2 separate regions of the Hordeum vulgare genome follow, and region 1 is linked to region 2. The links are chromatin contacts, called in public Hi-C maps. All regions are on one chromosome and are shown on one strand. The core of a region is the stretch at or near the end of the contact, and the rest is flanking DNA. Distances in the headings are between cores, read along the strand shown.

Region 1 (3,962 bases), core at 194-2,693, 100 kb after region 2:
TGCTCTTGATAGTGAAACTGACACGCTCTTAATAGTAAAAAATGTCATGCTCTTAATATTAAAACTGTCATGGTATTAATAATAAAAATTTCATGCTCTTAATGATAAAAGTTTCATCTCCTTGACAAATAAAAATGAGCATGTTACTAATAATAAAAATGGCATGCTCTTAATAATGAAATTGCCATCATCTTAATAATAGAAATGTCATGCTCTTAATAATAAAATTCTATGCCCTTAATAATGAAACAGTCATCCTCTTAAGAGTATTTCATGTTACTAATTATTAAATGACATGCTCTTATAAAAAGTTTCCATGGGGGACATTAAAAGGACATGGAAATTGTCGTGCTACATACAATAAAAAATGCATGTGGCATGTTTAGGGAAAAAAGTCAGCTCTAAAAAGTAGGGATCTCTGTTCTTCAAACAATGACTTTAATGAAAAACAAATTTAAAACAAATAGCTCGAATACATTAAATGTGTTTGAAAGCAGAAGTGTTCACAAAGACCTCTCTAGCCGAATTGCAAGAGGAAGCGAGTTTGATTCCCGGATACGCACTTACAACAAACTCTTTGAGAGAGCTGCGTCGGATTTGCACCAATATCCGTATGGCTAGAACAGATGGCAGGGAGTACGTTTGCTAGCATCACCTTCATGACGAAATTTGCCAAATAACATATTCTTAAACAAAAGACAAAATAGACTTATCGTGTGCAAAGACAGAGCTATGTGCAGTCTTTGAGGGGCTGTGCCCCCCCCCCCCCCCCTGCCATTAGGCCTCGTTTGGTTAAGGAGGATTGGGGAGGTTTTGAGAGGAAGGGATTTCAGGGGATTGGGTGAATTCCTTTGTTCCACCCAATCCTCTCAAATCCCCGGAGTTTTTGCTTCCACTAGTCCTCCGAGGAGGGTTTTGAAACACATGGATAGGAAGGGATTGAAGGGGAACGGAGGGGATTGGGCTAAGAAAACCCCTCCTATCAAATGGACGCCCGAGGATCTGTGGGGTTTCTGACCCCCCGGGAATTTTCCTCTTAAAACCTCTTCAATCCCCCTTAACCAAACGAGGTCTTGGGAAAAACAGTGAAGATTATTTTTCTAGGGACTAAAACTAAAGAAAAAGTAGTCATTAGCCTCCCCAAACAATCATATTTCGTACTTTTCCCCTTGCAGTTCTTTGCTAGCGAGCCACTGATCGTTTGACCTTTATTTCAAAAGTAAGCATTCTTGATTTTGTATTATGATTTACAAAAAACAAATTTGGTTGTATTTGGGTACAAGGCTTTTTCATCAAAAAGTTGGCTACAAAATCACAAAGATCCTTTTTGTAGGGGTACAAAATCAACACAGGTCTAAGAAGTACATTTTCCACGGAAAATTTCCAAGATTTTTTTTGCTGTTCTGATTACACGGTTATAGAAATTTTTTCATCTTCAGTACACTACACTCCAACAGACAACAGTGACACTACCACTAGGACGCTTCACGCTCACGGCTCACGGCTCACGGGAGGCCGAACAAGACGGCAAGACGCGCACGCCCCTCCGGATCCTTTGGTTTAAAGCCCACCCCCCGACGCCTTCCCTTCGTTAGCGAGCCGCCTCCTTCCACCGCTGGCTTCCACACCTCCCTCGCGCTCGCGGTGCTGATCTCGAGGCCCAACCAAAGGCCGAGGGTTCTCGCCGCGCGCAGGGAAGGGGACTAGGCAAAGACAAGTCATGGGCTTCCAGGTCGCGGCCGTCGTGCCATCGCCGTGCGCGCCCTCCTCGGCGCCCTCCACTTCCTCCCGGTCGCCATTCCTCGGCGGCGGCTGCGGCATGCTCGTGAGATCCTCCGCGCCGGGCGGTCTTGTGGCGCGCCGGCGTGGCGAGGGGCGGCCCGCGAGGTGCGCGCTGAGCGCTAGCATCGACGGGACGGGAGGCGGGGACTTGGAGTTCTTGAGGAGGATCGAGGAGCTGGCGGCGTCGGCAGGGGCGCGGACGGCGGGATGCGGGTGGCCGCCGAGCCTGGAGCGGAGCGCCAGCGCCGTCGGCCTGCCCCTGTCCCTTCGAATGCTGAAGCGGAAGAAGAAGCAGCAGCAGGTGGCGCCGCGGTCGCGGTGGGACGAGCGGCTGCTCCTTGGCTCCGCCGGTGAGTCGGTGGGCCGCGCCTTCTCGTCCATGGTGCTCATCGTGCAGGAGCTGCAGAGCTTCGCGCTGCAGCAGATGCAGGAGGCCCTGCTCTGCGACGACCTGCAGGGCGTCCTGGCGCGCGCTCATGGCGAGATGCACGCCTCCTTCGTCTGGCTCTTCCAGCACATCTTCGCCGCCACCCCGGCGCTCATGCTCTCCCTTATGCTTCTCCTCGCCAACTTCTCCGTCCACTCCATGAGCCACAGCGTCGCCGCTGCCGCCGTCTCACCGACCCTGCCCGCCGCCGCGGCTGCCACACTGGTCGACGCCCAGCACAACGAGCCATCCAACCCGCGGTTCGATGCTGTCTCTGTCAAGACATTCTCGTCTGGCCGGACTGCGTCGGTCGGTGGGGGCAGCGGGGGTGGCGGCGATGTTCGCCCCGTCGCGGGCGCTTCCAGCGATGACCGGTGGGACGAATCCCGCTACAGTCTTAACCGCGTCGCGCCACAGCAACTTGCGCCGCTGGCGGGGATGGGCGCGGACGCCGCCGCCGTGGACGAGCAGGCCATCTGGGATAGGATGGCCGCGGAGGCCTCGAGCATGCAGGCCGACGCACGCGCCGATGAGTTGACGGATCCAAGCGTGTTGGGGAGCCTCGTCGCGCCGGTGGAGGCGGAGATCGAGACGGAGGACGTCGGCGAGTACGCGCGGACGGAGCAGGGATACGAGCTGGCCGTGTCAGAGGAGCCCAACAATTCGCTCATCCTCGCCAACTTCGCCCAATTCCTCTACCTCACGCGGAAGGACCACACGAGGTACGCCCTCGGCCACGCCCACCAATTGTTCGACGAAACGCCACTTCAGCTCTTTCTTTTTTTACCGTGGTTACTGATTTCGCAACTCCGTGTTGATCGCAGGGCGGAGCACTACTTTGAGCGGGCGGTGCAGGCGGAGCCGACGGACGCGGAGGCGCTGAGCCGGTACGCGACCTTCCTGTGGAAGGCGCGGGACGACGTCGAGGCGGCGGAGGAGACGTACCAGGAGGCCATCGCGGCCGACCCCGGCAACGCGCACTACGCCGCTGCGTACGCTCATTTCCTCTGGAACACCGGCGGCGAGGACACGTGCTTCCCCCTCGATTGACGCGCGGAGGAGGGGCCGAGTTCTTGCATCGTCCGCGGTGGCAGCCGGGCACGAGGCCAGACGCCGAGAGCACGGCACCATGGCCGGCCAAGCCAGGGGGCGGTGGAGTGGAGCCGAGCTAACTTTCCGTTTACTGAGTTAGGTTGAGTAGGTATGCTCAGGGGGGCAGTGGAGGCTGTGGCGCCGTGTCTCCCGTTCCGGGAATACGGCTCTTGGCCGGGAACGGGGACGATGGACGTGCAGGTGTGAGGGCGAAGTCCCGATGAGCTTGTCGGTCATCTCCCTGACATGCAATGGATGGCTGTAGGCTGGTAGTGTGGTACAAACGGGAGGAAGAAAGGCCATGGTCCATGGATATGTTGTGTATAGCAACTTGCATCCGGTAATTATGTACGTATATGAGCAAAAAACAAGTGAATAATAAGAAGGTGATGGTGATCTCCATGCAATCTCTCTCGGATCTTGTATATTTGTACTGTTGCTCTAGCCAGACTTTAGGGATTGAAATGGCCAATGTGCAAGCAAGAACATTTTCTTTGGCAATATCATGGTTTTTCCTTAGAGGAATTACAATATATCTATTAAACAAACAAATTAAAAGTACATACGTGGTCACTACATGAGACAAACATATGTCGTAGTGCGTTGTAGATCCATATGCATAACCTAATCATCGCCCATCATCGATCACCGCCGCTACTAT
Region 2 (3,953 bases), core at 894-3,393:
TTCATGAAGGCATTGTCTTGGTTACTCGTGGTACGTTTGGTCTTGGATTCGAAGATCTTGGAAGCATTGATGGTATGGTATCTTGCTGATAGCCTAAGCATCCAAGGCATAATGTACGACATGGGTGACACTCCCTCGATAGCTTCCCTCTCCAGTTCAGCCAGATCATGCTTCCTACTTGTCGATCTCTAGGCGTTTGAGGTGGGAGGTATGTTGATCTGGTCAGTCTTGGTGTCATGGTCGTGTGATGTTGGTGCCTACTATTGGTTGCGACGTGGTATTGATGCCATTTATCTCATCTCTTTGTCTTTGATGCTAGATTTTAGCTTAGAGAGTTTGTGTCGTGTTGTATCCCTTTCCGCTCTTCCCAGACCTTGTGTGGTGCTCCTCCATTCTCTGATGTATCTCACTTTTGTTTCTTTCTACCTATCAATGAAATGATACGCGGTCTTTGAGTATTCGTGACAAAAACTAGATGATACCCCGTACGTTGCGGTGGGAATATGTTGCAATATATTTCAGTAAAATTTAGTTGTACAAAACATTTTTTTAATTGTTTGTATGAAACATTTGGATTAATAGTGTATGAAAACTAAAATTACATATTACATATCGTATTGCTTCATTGCATAGTTGAAAACTATTTATTGAATATATGCAGTATAATATAATGGAAATTTTCCTATGCATGTTTGGTGTGGGCCTTTGATAAGGTGACATATGTGCATGGATTATGTGTGAATGTGGAAAGAAATAGAATTAGTGGGGATCAATTAATAAGGAAAATCGATTATTATGCATGTTGTGGTGGGCCTTTTATCATGTGGCACATGTGCATATTAAGATAATAAAAGTAGTGAGGATGAACTATTTAGGGGCAATATATTTCAGTAAAATTTGGTTGTATGAAACAATTGGATTACTTATATAAAAATGCTAAAATACATATTACATATTGTATTGGTTTATTACATAGTTGATAACTATTTATTGGATATAGTTGGTGTAATATAATGGACTTTTTCCCATGCGTGTTTGGTGGGCCTTTATTGAGGTGATACATGTGCATGGATTATGTGTGCATGTTAAAATAAGTAGAATTAGTGGGGATCAATTAATACAGGAAAATAATTCTTATGCTTGTTGTGGTGGGCTTTGATGATGTTGCATGTGTGCGTGTTAAGATAATAAAAATAGTATGGGATGAACTATTTAGGTGTATATGATGCTATATCTTGCTTACCGCGAGATAGATTGATTTCTCATATGTATCATTCAGTGACTAGGCTGGCCCATTTCAGCCATTTTGGGAACCTTCCACAGGAAAGAGGAACTGGTTTTAGGGGCCCTTCGTTTGGTTTTCCATCGGGTTTTCCCTTTTCTCACTATTTGTGCTTTTCTCTACAGGTTTTTATTGGTATTCTTCAAGTTTTGTAGTACCTTTTTTTTGTTTGTTTCTATTTTGCAAATACTTGTTGTCTTTTAAAGTACACATATATAACTTTTCTTATACGTGCTGAATAAACATTTGAAGATTTGTTTGTGTTCCATTTTTTTTTCTTCATTTACGCGTACTTGCTTTAGCCCAACTTTACACAACGGTAACACTAGCTATCTAGTAAAAGTAAACAGTTTGCTAAAGGACATCTAAATGTGTTGTAAATATTGCACATTTAAATCATATATCACTGATCTTATGCGAAGATTCATAAGAACATTGTTTTTTTTATTATGTTTCATTAGATTAGAACACATGTAGATGTGTTCTAGACATTTTCGTCGAAGTAAATTTATTATGCCTGAAATCACGGGGAAGCTTCCAAAGAAGACAAGACAGCGCATGAGCTTTCGGCACAAGCTGGCGTGCTTCGCTTTCCGTATAATATCGATCTTTTGCGCGACGGTTGCCCGAAAACGGGAAGATATGAATTTCAGTCTCTCTTGGGGATATTTGCCGCACCCAGCGCCACACAAGCAGGATTGACTGGTGCTAAGGCTTACGCGGCAGATCAGGTCGAACGTGAACTAGCCGGTGGACGTGGAAAAAGCGTATACTCGCGATATGTTTCAAGTTATCCTTGTTGTGAAAAGCAGTGCTTCTGGATAACTTGGAGCACGCACGCCACACGTGCATGCAGAAGATATGGCCTTCAACTTGTACACCCCCTTCCGATGAGCAATGCGCCACGGAGAAGCGATTCGAGTCTCAGCCCGTTGAAAAGAGAGAAAAAAAGGGCTACATGATTCATCCATATTTCCATGGATGGATACTGCGTTGATTGATACGGCGTGCTCGTTGGACGCAATTACACAAATATCTGCACAGCGCATGGTAGGAGGAGAGCATGATAGGAGAGAACCGTGCCAAAACTGACGAAAAGGTGCCGGGCGTAGCATTCAGCGACCTCCTCCTCACGACCAAAAGAAGGAACGGAGACAGACTACGACGGCGACGGCGACGGCGGAAACTTTTCGCGGATGACGCCAACCCGGCGGTCGAGGCCGATTTCACTGTTTTGATCCTTTCGGCATAGTTTACCTCATGTGATCTCGTTTGTAAAATACAAAATCTAATTTAAGAGCAAGTCTAATGCAGCAAACCAAATTGTCCGTTCGTGTCCGTGGGTGCGGATAAAAGTGGGGGTCCAACGGGTCGACCAAAATCCAAAACATGTTCGCCCGGACCCATTTTCAATTCAAAATTATGCGTAAAATGGGTCTGCGCGGACGTGAAACGGACGCGGCGTACGCCTTCTCATGTCCGAGTCCGTCCACACGTGATACCCGGTCAAACCCTACGCCTTTTTATTAACGACGACCGCCCACCGTAGGTCCACACGTCACCAACCCACAAACGTCCTTTTTTAATCCGAGCGGGGGAAGGGGGCTCTTCCTCTTCTTGAAGCCGCCCCATCGACATCTAGCCACACACTACTTCCCCATTGGCAGCAAAACCCAAGCTACCATGGACTTTTTCTCCAACAAAGACAAGGGCAAGTCCCCCGCGCTCCCGTTGTCGGCGTCTTCCTTTCGTCCGCCTCGGCAGCGGATGAGCATACCAGTGCACTAGGCGTCGTGGCACTAGGAGTATCGCGTCCCCCTCACCTACCCAGATGTCACGCTGCCGCATGACGGGCATTTGGATACGGAGAGAATCCCACTGCGAGCGATGCCGCGATCGGCGCGGGCGCATGTGGGGGAGGTGAGGCGCCGGCGACAGCAGCTGGCACCAGAGCAGCGGCGCAATGCCGTCTACGCTGCAGACTCTCTCGATTGGGATGTCTGGTTTGCATGGGAGCACGAGGAGCAGCACTGGCGTGGCGTCCGCGATGTGGTGGCTGGACAGTCGCCGCCCTTCGTCGTGCGAGAAGAAGACCACACAACGGAGGGCGGCGTACCAGAACGCGCTGGCGTCCGTCCTGTGTGCAAGCGAGGAGGAAGCGCGCCTCAAGGAGGAGGAGGAGGAGGAGGCGGCCTACCAGAAGCAGCTGGCGGAGGCCACGGCACTCTCCGTTGTCGACGACTGCGTCGTGCCGCCGGGGCCCCGCCGTCCCTGCCGAGCCAGGATCGCTGGTCCTCACGCCCAAGTTGTACGTCTGGGATGGGGTGGTGCGCGAGTGGGTCTGCGCGCCACCAGTCTGGCTGGGTGCGACGTCGGAGCAGGAGGTGACCTACTTGGAGCATTGGCGACAGCGACATGTGTCGAAGGAGGGCACACAGGCCCGATGGAATGAGCTGATGGGGCACGAGGCCGAAGCTGAGGAGGAGGAGCGACGTGGTGTCCAATGAGCGTCGGTGCAACCACCGGCGGACGACGTCGCCGACGCGTGGGAGACGGCCTTTCCGTGGACTGGCCTGGCGCCGACGCACGTCGACCTCACCGGCTCCGACGACGACGACGACGAAAAGGACGTCCAAAGCATCGTGCCTCCTCATTTTTAATTTATTTATTT

Evidence for each region. A called contact is a pair of places that touch in the nucleus more often than the background predicts.
Region 1: a Hi-C map of leaf shows a contact between it and region 2, with 3 times the contacts expected there. The contact joins the promoter of LOC123445924 here to the enhancer-like site in region 2. A contact is called at or near these places in 2 of 6 Hi-C or Micro-C datasets (leaf and seedling) and 1 of 1 datasets of contacts at active chromatin or transcription factors (embryo).

Annotation. Positions count from the first base shown.
Region 1 is chr1H:467,952,012-467,955,973 of MorexV3_pseudomolecules_assembly, forward strand. It overlaps LOC123445924, which reads left to right and starts at 1,444. Exons shown (of 2, transcript XM_045122819.1): 1 at 1,444-2,931; 2 at 3,034-3,708. The coding sequence starts at 1,721. The coding sequence ends at 3,259.
Region 2 is chr1H:467,846,623-467,850,575 of MorexV3_pseudomolecules_assembly, forward strand. No RefSeq gene overlaps it. Among protein-coding and RNA genes, the nearest start is that of LOC123415296, 10 kb to the left of the region's middle. Within about 2 kb of position 2,144, at least 1 of the 3 cell types and tissues checked has open chromatin away from gene starts, as enhancers often do. A contact at or near this core is called in leaf, where this site is marked.